Regions from separate parts of the Oryza sativa genome. Here region 1 is linked to region 2. The links are chromatin contacts, called in public ChIA-PET maps. All regions are on one chromosome and are shown on one strand. The core of a region is the stretch at or near the end of the contact, and the rest is flanking DNA. Distances in the headings are between cores, read along the strand shown. Region 1 holds the start of LOC4323909. Region 2 holds the start of LOC4323906 (probable hexosyltransferase MUCI70).

Region 1 (6,270 bases), core at 2,608-5,107, 44 kb before region 2:
GGCAGACGCCGCTAGCAAGCGCGCGGTCGCCGCCGCCGCCAATCCGGTTTGAGAGAGAGAGGGTTGACCCATTGACACGTGGGTCTCACTTTTTTTAATCTTTTAGTTGACTGGCACAGGGCTCTACATATTTAGTTTTTATTTTCAATTTTTTAAATCTTTTTGTTAGTTCTACATATTTAGTTTTTATTTTCAATTTTTTAAATCTTTTTGTTAGTGCTATGTCAACACGTACGTGGGACGAGGATAAGTCAAACCAGCCACATAGACACTATGTCTGATAAAACCACTTTTGTTTGCACTGGCTTTAAGGGTTAAGAGATACGATATATTTGGTATTTGCTATTTAAGGATGCGATTCAAGCTCAACGTCAATATGGCGGATCTAAAGTGAACTTATTCCTCAACTTTGCATTCGCCGGATTGTCGTGAATACATTTTCGGCAATTCAGCCCACTGCTCACCATAAATCCAGAAAACTTACTGAACCAACCAGAGGAAACGATGAGAGTGTCACAGAAATGTTGTAAATTCCATTGCACATAGCTACATGCTGACAATATCCATATTTACATCCCAATTAATAATTGGATCAAACTCTATGCCCCCCCTGTGATTGCCCTGCCATACTCTCACAGTCTCAGCGACCTACAGAAGTACAAAGAGTATCGGATCCAATGAGCAAGACTGCAAGAACAGTTCACATCACTTCTTGACTCAGTTCTTCAGAAATCAAACAACAAAATTACATTTCTACTCACAAATGTAAACATGTAGTGCTGACTGCTGAGATTGGAGCACACTATTCCGTCGCGCCTGACGTGCACGCAGGCCTTCGTGGAGGAAGCTGGGGATATGCCGTGCGCTTCAGAGATGAACAGAACAACAGAAAACAAATAAGTCAAAATCTCGATTGTGCAGTGTGTAACTGTGCACAGATTTTTTTTTTGGGATATGCAAAAGGCTTGTGTATAATTTGCCTTGTATTAGGATAGAAAGATGTATACACCACTTTGAAAGCTGTAAAAAAGAACTGAACCGAAAAGGAAACAAAAGGAAAAAAAAGAAGTGTGCACAGATTGTATATTGATTGGGAGATGATAATTTCACACTTGGTTAATGCATTTTTCAAGGTGGAATTTTTTTTTAAAAAAAAGATAGGTTTCTTTCATAGGAAGTAGAATGTTCAGAGGATCCATCACTGTTGCTTACACAATGAACAAGCAAAAGTACTATCGTTTGTCATGGATGCCCAATTGTCATAAATCTACTCTTTGTGCCATATACAATCCAATCATATACCTGCAACTTGGGTTTCAGGGGCTCGGTTGTGCCTTTTGTGCTGTTGCTTGCGCCTTGCTGCAGAAATAGGTAGCACTGAATTTTGAATATAGTGGTAAAAGGTTGTAACTTGGTTGCAACATAAAATCCAATTATTTTCATTTTACTCCCTGAAAAACATGTGCATTTCTTGGTTTTCTGTATTACCTTGCCAAGTGCCCAATCGGCGGAATCGAAATAGGCACGCTCATGGTCCTGGAAAGTGTTTGCAGCAAGGAAACATCAGTTAAGTCAAAATTTCCTTTTTTCACATTGTAATTGTAAGTTTGTTCTTGGAAGATTCGTTGCTAATCAACAAGCATGTTGCATAAGCATTATATCAACATACCTTATTAATGAGAGGTTTCTTTGGAGAAATTCCTCCATATTTGTTCTGGGACGATCCCTGGAAACAATTCAGACTTCAGTTTAGAAAAGCATAAATACAAAGGGACAGCAAAACTTCAGACATGCGTAAGCACTAAGCAGTGGTATTCAGAATTTCAGATTTACACTTGTGCGGAACCACAGGCTAAATGGTTAGTTGAACATCACATCAACAACTTGCACTACATATGAATCATGGAGTAAAGGTATCCCACTCCTGAACTCCAATGAGCAGTGTCTTAATTAGGTCACATGTTAGAAATATGCAACAGGCACAGCAGTTGACAGTGTTAGGAAAGGATCAAGCTGACCAACTTTTCCCCAAGTTGTAGTGCTCAAGTATTTCCAGCCACACTGACCAATCAGGATGCATCCAGCCAACTAGTGCTTCTGTTATATCCATTTCATTAAATGGCACTGTATTTGTTGAGGACAAAGATGTGCTACCTGCAATCGATTGCCATCTTTGATGGCTGCCTCATAGAAGGTTGGATCCTGATTGAGTGATATTTGCATGAAGGTTGATAATCATAGAATTTTTTAAAGAACCTTTCTTTTGATAAATAAGGGCAACGAAACTGTCACATCTTCTAGTGTGAGGATAGGTAAATGTCAGATTTCAGAAAAGAGACACTTTCTTCACTTTAATATCATATTGTTTTGTGCACATGTTTCTTGTTAGAGAAAATTGTCGGTCAAGGTATTCTGCACAAGCTTTAATTTTCTTTTCAAATAAAAGAAAGATAAGGTAATATTTGTCAAGTATTTCTCATAGTTCAGCACACTATATGCTCACCCATATATAAGAAAGAATAATGGTGATTAGTTCACACAGTCAGTCAATCTAAGTAACATATATATAGTGAAAATATAAGGAGATACCAAACTTTGACCATAATTCTGAAGTCAAAATAAACAACTCAATATAAAGGAAATATTCTATATACTTCACGTTTCAAAGATATATCACAATTTATCTCACGAAAAGGCGCCTATTGATTTGACTCTTATAGATATAGTACATGGACCTGGGATACCGGTCGGCAGCTGTTCAATTCAGCTGCACGACTTGAGGACCAAATTTACCGAGAAATAAAGACAATATATGTGGCACAAGTTGACCAAAAGAAAGTCTAGTACTTGAAGGCATAATAACTAGCCACGGAATATCCTATTTGATTTTTTTTTTTACTTGGATGAACGGAGCCCCCACGTTTTGAAAATTTGGCTGTTCTTGTTTCTCATGAAAGCAACAAACGGCGAGACCAAATTGGCCTCCTCTACTTCCCTCTGATTTGGTTTCCAAGTCGGTATAATTGTATTGTTGGGTTCCTTTCCCTGACCTGAGTTTTCAAATGCCACGTGACGTTCACGGTGACTTGGTGTTGTTTCCATCCCAAAATCAACGCCGGGAAACGGTGGCGGCAGATAAGAAAATTTTGAACTATATAGTATACTTCGAAAGAGATAAAGAGAGAAAGAAATTTGAACTCTAAACAAGAGTAATATATTTCAGAAACTCTTGTTAACGTTTTGATTAATAACTGTAAGTGCTCTAAATTCTTCGGTCTAAGTTGCTAGAGTTTTGGCCATGTAACGGAGATCATTTTAAGAGACTCTTTCTAATTGCTAATGCCCACCTGAATATTGGTTGAGAGTTATGAACGGAAATATTTACTGCCATTAACAAATGCATTTGTCTAGCGAAACACTTCACCAGAGGCATAATATAAATACTCCTCTCGATCACCAAAGCTATATTCGCATACGAGAAATAGAGGGAAATGAAACAGAAAAAAAAGAAAGAAAACTTCAGTTCGTTGGCGATAACCGAAAGCAAGAAATGTTCATGCCATGGTAGGCTGATCATGGTAAAGTCGAGGAGAGGCACGGAGACAACACAGAGAATTAGATGAATAGTAGATGAGTATGCATACCTCCTCCCTCTGTGTCGCTGCTCTGTTGTCTTCGCCGAAGCTTGCCATCTCCCCGAGCGCGAGAGTAGTCCAACCACCGGCGTTGTTCGTCCTCTGAACCCTAACAACAGAAGCAGAGGAAGAGAGCAGGGGGATCGATGGAGCAAACTAATAAAAGAACTCACGGGAACGAGCTCGAAGACTCGATCGGTGTTTTGTTTATCTGCGTCGACCACTCGACCGCGCGCGACCGAGCAAGATATAGGAGAGGAGAGGAGAGGAGAGGAGGTTGGTGAGACGCAGGCAGAAAAGAGGAGGAGAGACGGACGCGATATCACGTATTCACGTTACGTACGCAGGGCGCAGCGAGCCAAGGGTGGGCAAGGCGAAGGCAAAAGCCGTGACGGCGAGATATTCTTCGGCTCGCTCACGCGGGCAGCGCAGCGCAGCGCGCGGGGACTCTGTCAACGGAGGGGGCACGCACGCACACGCACACGGGCGGGTGGGCAGCTGAGCTGAACAGATGGATGGATGGAGGTCGGTTTCGAGGAAGTTGGGCGCGCGGGCGAGGTCGTGTTCCGCGCGGGAGATGGAGAGGAGACGGGCATGCAGGTGGCGTGGTCCGCGCGGGACGCGGCCGACAAGTGGCCGATGGTGTGGGTGCCCGTCCGCGTGGCGGCCGGATGGGCGCGCGGCTCCTCCTGGGAGAGGGTGGGATGAACCGGACGGTTGGGCTTATCACTTTGCCGTGCGTGATGATAGTAGTAGTATCTCTGGGTTATGTATGTACTATGCATGTTATGAAACCGATCTTTTTAAAGGAGTCGGATTTGTAGGACCGTGATCGTGAGGATCACGGTACCTCCTCCTTCTATTCTTCTATTTCCTTATTAATGAAGTGGACTTATACCAAATATATATGTATGTATCCATATAGGACATCCTATTGTGGGTATAAATACAATAGTGAGATTGAGGGCAAAGTAATACTTGTAACAGAGAGAGAAACATCAATAAAGTTGATTGCCCTCCACTTTCGTGTCCGTGTGTTCGTGTGTGCTTGTTCGATTGTTGACAACGTGAATTCTAACACGTTATTAGCACGAGGTGCTCTTCAGCCAAGGTATATTGTCAACATCGATCTGTCCTAATCTCGTTCTATAGGGATAACGATAAACTTGCTAGATCGTTTTCTGTTTTTTTTTCTCCGCTAATCGTTCGATCGATGGGTTGTACTACGTGGATTTGTCCCTTATGGCGCACGTAGCAGGAGAGTTTGTGGCTCTCCACCCCATGCGCGACAGGCGTATGGGGTTATCCCTTGTACAACCGATCTATCGAACGAGAAGCGGTTATCGCTATAGTCCGATTAGATATGTTCCCAGCCTTTGCGCTGGGTTTCTTTTCTTGCAAACAAATACACGGATACCGTACGCCCTAGACGCGCGAACGGATCAGACAAGCCGCCACAAGAACGACGGTTTAGAACTAGTGATGCCTCAGGGCGACGCTACGTTCAGGGTGTAATCGCGATGCACATGAGAAGAATCGCGTACCTGGCTAACGTGATTGCCGATTCTGAACGAATCGGCCCAAATCCTCATGCCAGCGCCGCCGTCCTCCTGAAGTTGACGACGACGAAACCGAGTCAATGACGCTAGCATGCGCCATCGTGCGCTCGCCGCCGCCAGCACGCGTCGCCGGCCACCCCCTTCACCGATGGCCGCAGAATCGTGCCATCGGCTTTCCGTCGTCGGTTCGCCCTTGAAAAGCCAGCCGACGGGTCTTCAATTGACCGCCTGCACTCGCCGTCAACGGCCGCCGCCCGCAGAGACGCTGAGGAGACCACGCCCGCATCCCCCCGCCGCCGGCGCGCACGGCACGCCTCCCGCGCTACCGCACGCGACTGGGACGGGGGTCGAAGCCGCCGCGGCCTCCCGCCGCCGATAGCCGTCCGCCTCGCCGGCCCGCATGCCGAGCCAAATTCCGCCGGCGCACAGCAAGGAGCTGCGCTTGCCGGACGCCGGATACGGCCCGTAGCCAACCACGCCGGCGTCGGTGCTACTTGTAGCCTCACCACCGCTCCGCCTCTATCGTCGACCCCGCCGCGCCGACGAGCCCCGTCAACCTCGCCGCCTCGCCCGCATGAGCCGCCGGGATACCCGCCACCGCCATCGAATCGGTGGAATTGGGGGCTAGGGTTTCAACCCTAGCCACCCAATTGGATAAGGTGCGGCGCCCTTGTTGGGCCGCATATGGGCCAAGGCCATTAGCAGGCCGACGGTCCCGACGGGCCGGTTAACCTTTGAATAGCCGGTACATAGAGGTGGGCCGAGTATAAATTAGGCCTATAAAAGGAGTCGGGCTCGAATCGAAAGTTGGCCCGAAAAAAGCAAACTTCTGAATATGTCCTTCAATTTTCAGGATACACGCGGATTTGGAATTTTAGCGGAATAGTCCCTCGGGATCATAGAAATTACAGAGAATATCACTTTTTTTTTGTTATTCCGTACTTTCGATTTTCTGTATATTAACTGTTTATTAGTTAATTTTTGAATCAACCATAGAATCCTAGAGACATGGTTTTTAGGAAATGAGCTCTCATAATTTGAAATTTAGTACACACCAGAGAGCATCATATTTATGG
Region 2 (6,978 bases), core at 2,776-5,275:
AACACTGAAAATGGTAATAAGGCCAAGGGGGGTCTATGGCGTTATTTCAGTTTGTAGAAAAGAGAATAAAAACTTCATATTCAGAGTATCAGCTACAGCCTACGGTCTATCAATTATAATCTGCAGAATGCAATAAAGATTCAAAAGACTTGCACAGACCTCAAGATCAATTAGCATCTGCATAGCTTAACAGCGAGTGCAACTTTAGTAATTACACTGCCAGCGTAAAGGTGCATTTTATTACTGTATAATGTATCATGAAGTCATGTATGATGTATAAGATTATTATTATTCTGAACAGAGGAGCAGCCTCCATCTTTATAAACAGAGATCAATGTTTTTATAAACCAACTACATATTGAATTATCTTAGTTACTCTACAACTTACTATTTACATGGTCCACAAGAAAGTTAACCTGCCCAGTTGTGCCTCTTCATGATAGAATGTGGTGCCTCACAGATATAACTAGAAAATAAAACTTCTAAAATCTGCGTACCTTTCCATTGCGCCTTGCATCTGAATATGGAAGATTGCGGACAACAACCACCCGCCATAGCCCAATTCTTTTAGAATTATCAATTGTTGTAGTGTTCTTTATTGCTGCTTCTGTTTCTTCATCCAGAAACATGAAGAAGCAAACTGTATCCTTTGAAAAAACACTGATGTTTTTTGGTTGTTGCATTATATCATAATTTCCTGAGAGAGCACAAATAAGCAAGTTGAAATGAAATATGCAATTACAATTGACAAGAAAAGATAATATAGTTACCAAAAATAGCAGAAGCAACAACTATCCCCTGGCACTGCCACATCTCAGAAAGATCAGCTCTATCTATATCGAACCCAGTATTGACACCGGGTATCTTCCCTCTCGCAAATCTGAAAAATGCAGTAAAGTTCAGTTACATTGTAAACTATTAAAATGCATTAATATTTGTACTTCTGTAGATAGTTATCATATAGATGTGCAGAAGCTAAAGCAGATGAGCTATGTAAACATACCCACAATGAACCGTCATTGAGTCTTTTATGTCATAAGACTTGTCTCGCTCTTCCAATGATGGATAACCTCCAAACAAAGAACCGTGGTTTGACTCTTTTGAAATCAAATTATCACCAGACAAATAATTTAAGCTTCGAAGGACTGGTGATGCTGATGGTGCACCTGGCATCAATGCCAGGGCCTGCTCAACAGGCACATAACAAACAGGACATGCTACAAATGTACAAAATATTACAGTTAGATTGAAGCACTTCTGTAACTCTGAATTTAATTAGTCAAAATGATAAACTTACGCCGTGGTCCAGTGCGTTTCCTGTCAATAGGTGGAGGAAAAAATGAGAAATTTTCACAAGGGTGGTGCTCCAGTACAATAGATGGCGGGAAGCTCCATGAGAGACCCTGAAGTTTTTTATGACTACTGTCAGAGTCAGACTGTTTTTCTGTCTGTGATGCTGTATTCAAACCATTCCCATTCAAAGAATCTCCCTGGGTTATTGGTCTACCCGAAGATGTCCAAACAGGATTCACAAAGCTCCGGACTTGATCAGAAATTCCAAGCATGGTTTCAATACCAGGTGGTGCATCTTCATCTAGCATAGGCCACGATGAGATTTCATAGTTCAGTATTATAAGAAATATATGAAAGTGAAAGCACAAAAATTAGCCAGAAAAACTATACTTAATGTTAAAGATGGCATCTTACTTTAGTAGGCTTTTGAATAGCACATAAGTTCAATCTTGTTAGTACAACAAAAAGAAAATAGCTTACACTGTTTGACCCATGCAGCATGAGAAAAAAACATATCATGATTACACATTAGATATTCGGTAGAACCACCAATATCAACATGGATAGATTCATGCGACGGATGTACGTTAATTGTTGTAAGCCATGAGTAACGCCATTAGAATAGAAGACAGTTGCCTTGTTTTAATTAGTATTAGAGAGAAATTAGCAATTATACCTTATTGCAGAAAAGGCGGCCATTTTTTATTTCACATATTTGTAACATAGATGGAATAGGCGAATCAAAACTAGAGGCTAAATGCTGTTGACATATAAAATGAGGCACTACTCAACATATTTGAAAGGGCACACATGTCAAGTTATCAAACAGTAATTTGGGAATGGACAGAACACTAACTATTATAGCTTTGTCAAAGATTCCCAACCCATGATGTATGAACAACATGTGAGGGATCTAGTATTGTAGTCCGTCAACATGCCCTAATTAAGATATTGACTGAAATGGCTAGATGCAAACTGAAACAAAGTTTATTATTATTTTAATCATGAAAAAAAATGTGCAGATTGACTGCAGGATAAAATTAAAGGGCTAAGAATCACAAATACATTAATCAGGAAAAATCAAACAAGATGCATAGTAAGAGAAGTAGCAGACTAGTTGCTAACATAAGCATGCATTTGACCAAATGATCAAGCAAATAAAATATTCTAGCAACACCACAATTCTACAATGCCAGTACTAGAAAGGCATCAAATGTTGACAGATTTATCAACACTAATGTCTCTCATTGCGAGGTATGCACTTTCATAAATATCTAAGTCACAGTAAATACACCTACCACCATACATCCCAATAAAATATGAAACACAGTTCCACAGTTCCATAATTAGATAAGTGCCTGTTGTAGCCAAATATAAAACCAAGGACTCAAAACTTGGGTCACTACTCAATACTATTATTTAATGTTTATAATATAGCAATCCATTTTTTATGCATCACAACAGTCAGCTATGATGCAAATTGAAGAATGCAAGTAAACAAGGTCAAGGGGATCAAATGCTTACACAATAAAAAATCATGTTGACTTAAAAAAGGCAATGAGAGCCAACACCAATGTAGGAGTAGTAGATAGTACATCCTGCCTTTTTATTTTGCCATTACTAAAGATGTTGATCGCGATTTCACTTCACTAGAGCATTTGTACTTGTCAACTACACATAATAACACTTCCTAATATCCTATAATAACCATGTAAAATAACTAAAATTCATAAAAGCCAGATGCTTGTACATGTATGATGATGCAAGTTGCATTACATCATTTGAGTGCATAACAAAATATTTGGTCTGATAGTCACACAGGCTAATAAGAAAACATGGAGTAAGATAGGCTGTACCTTTACTGACGAGTGATGAGAAGAGGAAGCAGAAGAGCACGGCAGCGGCGACGAGGAGGAGGAGGAGCATCCGCCGGCGGCGGCTGGTGAGCTTGCAGATCCGGGCGAAGAGGAGGCCTCGGCCTCCAGCGCCCGCCCCTCCGAAGGACATCTTCCCGGCCTTCCTCGCGGCGAGCGGCGGAGACGGCGCCGGCGCCGGCGACTGGCCGTTGGACTGCTGCAAGGATCCATAGCTCCCGGACGACCTGAGCCCCAGCGACGCGACGCCGCTCATGCCGCCGCCGCCTTCGAGGCCACGGCGCCAGCTCTCATCGCCCCCACCCCCCAAGTCTCTGGCTGTGGCGGGCAGCGCGGATCACAGGCCTCACCACCAACCCACCACCACCAACCCCCTCCCCAATGGCCGGTCGATCCAATGCCGCGACTAGCACCAGTACCCCCAACAGTGGAAGCTGCAATCCGTACGGGGGGAAAAAATCTCGTCGCCCCCTGTGGTTTTTGAAATGGAACAGCGCGAATTCGCGGAAGGAAATAGCACCGGTGAGATCCCCCCCAAACCAAAAACGGCCCAAAATCTCGGACCGCGCGATTGGGCAAAGGCAGCACCGACCCGAGACCGAGATCTACCGATTCGGAGCAAAAACTGGGGCACGAATTTGGCGAATGCGGGTGGATCGAGGAGGTGTGCGATTCGAGCGGACGAGAGCCACGTACACACACAGAGCGAGAGAGGATGCGCGTACGGTCGTTCACCGGAGAGGATGCGGCAGGACGCCGGCACAGCCGCTCGCGGTGATGGAGATCGGTGGCGGTGGCGGCGGCGGCGGCGCGGCGGGATTGGGGATTGGAGGGGACGAGACGGGGAGGGAGAGAGAGAGAGAGAGAGATCGTTGGTGTGAGATAAATTTTTGAAATTTTCCGGGGGGGGGGGGTGGTGGTTGCAGAAACCGTGGGTGGGATTGATGAGCTCCGGAAATGGAAAGGGGGAGGAGAGCGCGGCGTGGAGTGCGACGGGGAGGGGGGGAGGAGGTTGGCTGGTTTGCGGTGTGGAGTACTACCAGTAGTACGGCCGTGCACGAGGGGAAGAGGTGAAGAAAGAAGAAGGACTAGGGCAATTACTATAATGCTTAATGTGTTGTCTCTAAAAATATCATGTAGAATTAGATGATAAGGTGGAAGTAATAATTGAGGAAAGAGAATGTGAGCCACCTCTTATGCAAGGGGCAATCTCCACACAAACCCCAAGAAAAATGAGATGAAAGAAAGAGGGGATTGGACAAACAAATAAAATAAAATTATTTGGGTTATAATGATAGGGGTGATGTAGATGTGGTGTATTGTATATATCACCTCTTATCTTACATGGATAAAATTAGACGTGACAACTACCCGTAGTATAAAACTTGCCCTTAGAGGAGATGGCAGTATCAAAATTCGGGCATTATTAGCACTAAGGCCATTCACAACCCAATGACTAGGATGGTGTTCATAGCATTAAATAGACTGTCATCTAGGATGGAAAATGATGTGACGAGTGAATAAATGAGGAAAGAGAAGGAAACCATGTCTTGCATGAGACATTGTTTCTACACAACATCCAAGATATCATGTGAGATAAATAGCATTAAATTTAAGTATGGATAGTGGTGTTTGCATTAAAAGAGTAGTATCTGTTTTGGGTTGGAAATTGCCTAATGCAGTCTGCCAAAATTCTGATTAATGAGTGATGACTGAGCTAATCCACTTGTAATAGTATATAATTATGTGTTCTTCTCATATGGGAGGCAACCATATATATGTAAATCTATATATCTTCCTAATCTACCGTAATAAAACTTGACTATACGTACGACCCTATCTCTTCAATCTGCATACGACGCGTATAAACTTGCATTTAACTAGACCCATATAAATAATACTGTAACAAGCTTTGTGATTGGTTGATTCTGTGCGATTATTTGTGAGTCGGATGGATGTATAGCGATCCTATAAAACTGATTAATCGCCCTAGTCTTGTAATGCTCTTCTTCTCTCTTATGTTCCACTTGTCCGAACCTTGCTCCCTAGCGATCGCAGGTACTGTTTGATAAGTGATAACTGACGAAATTTAGATTGTTTTGGCAAAAAAATAAATTTCGGTTTATTCTTTTTCAGATTGATCAGTTCGTCAATGCAAAATTGATTCGGGGTAGCCGATAAACCGAGCGGCTATTATCGGTTTTTCAAACCTTGCTTTCTGAGGCGCTTAATTCAATCACTGATTTATTTTTATTTTTTTGCAGGGAATTCAATCACTGATTTGCTGTCGTATTCATGTCGTAAAAACAACATCCATGTCGTAAAAAAAGAGCAAACGTATATTACGTATCATAACGAAATTCCAGCACACAAATTGCACTAATTAAATGACTTACTGTCATTTTTTTCCAGATTTATTTATGTGTGAATAAGGCACTTCCCTCAACTCTCAACTTCACATCACATCACATCATATCACATTACATCTAAAACTTTTCTACATACATAAACTTCTAATTTTTTTTCCGAACTACCAACTTTCCTCAAATTTCTTCCAATTTCAGAAAGTAAACACAGTCTAAAAATTATTTTTGTTATTTTCATCGTGTGTGCGAAGCTGACAGTTAGTACTTAACTTTTCCTTTAGAGACAGCCAGACAGGCGTGATTAACCTATCATTACAGCATCAATCACAACATTTGAGCGCCGGTAGGTTGGGCATTGTGGGTCCGCCGAAGTACACACCGCGCCCACCATGAACCCGAACTAGAAAAGTTCACCGATCAGCTAGTCACGTCGCAGTAGCATCTCAACAACCAAAAAAAAAGCAAGTAGAATCAAGTGGAGAATGTTCAACGGAGTACAATTTTTTTACTTCTCATGAAAAATCCATCGTTTTCTGCTCCATTCGTTCCAAAATAAAAAAACCTAGAATTAAATTAGATACTATAAACTATCATATCCGAATTCGTAGTATTAGGTCATATCTAATCTAGTTCTATATTTCTATATTTTAGGATGGATAGAATGCATTGTAAAGTCTCAGAAGCAATGAGTTGAATTTATATGTGATTTCCAAGTATTTTTACAGTTTTATATTATATATATCCCTGATATATTACGGAAATGTATGTTGCACGTACACTATTGCTATTACACAGAAATCATCAGTTCTATGATATATTGCAATTTGGGTCTAATAAGTACATTTTGCTTGGGAGAATAATACACATCTTGTTGAACTAAGACTATTGGAACGGATTGTCCACCCAAGCAAAATATAGAGTAAATTGCGTTGACGGTACTAGAACTTGGCAGATGGGTACGATTAGGTGCAAAAACTTAAAAACCGAGCGTAGTGGTACAATAATTTGGCTAGGTGGGTACGCTCATGGTGCAAAAGTTGCCACGCCATTGTTCCACCTCAGCGAAAGTGCCACATTAGTATTGACCATCTCATTTTACAGAAAATTCCTTAGTAACTTTTATTTTCCAATTACTTCTTCAGATGTATATGTTTTCCCATTGTTTGGTAGAAAGATTGGAAAGATCTAGAGGCCCCGCCGCGCCAAGGCCTCGCCACCGCCGGCCGCGGCGTCGACGGAGCAGCCTGAGGCCACCGAGCAGGCGACCTCGACGTCCTACGGGTTCGGCAACACCGGTGGCACCATGACCAGCGCCGCGTTCGCTGCTGGCTCCTTCCTTCCACATTCGCTGGGCGCAGATTGAGTCTCCGACAACAACGTCAAGTCCCTGTTCCCCGCCTCGTCCACAGCCAGCGGCGCCGCCTCCGCCGGACACGACGAGTACA

Evidence for each region. ChIA-PET counts read pairs in DNA pulled down with a chosen protein or histone mark.
Region 1: a contact with region 2 is called in an H3K9ac ChIA-PET map of seedling, with 4 times the contacts expected there. The contact joins the promoter of LOC4323909 here to the promoter of LOC4323906 in region 2. A contact is called at or near these places in 2 of 4 datasets of contacts at active chromatin or transcription factors (leaf and seedling).

Annotation. Positions count from the first base shown.
Region 1 is chr1:11,340,985-11,347,254 of ASM3414082v1, reverse strand. It overlaps LOC4323909, which reads right to left and starts at 3,857. Exons shown (of 6, transcript XM_066308917.1): 1 at 3,645-3,857; 2 at 1,670-1,726; 3 at 1,489-1,536; 4 at 1,303-1,359; 5 at 762-865; 6 at 512-687. The coding sequence starts at 3,692. The coding sequence ends at 803.
Region 2 is chr1:11,296,068-11,303,045 of ASM3414082v1, reverse strand. LOC4323906 (probable hexosyltransferase MUCI70) reads right to left here and starts at 4,025. Exons shown (of 9, transcript XM_015769895.3): 1 at 3,150-4,025; 2 at 1,298-1,594; 3 at 1,004-1,217; 4 at 771-880; 5 at 498-697. The coding sequence starts at 3,423.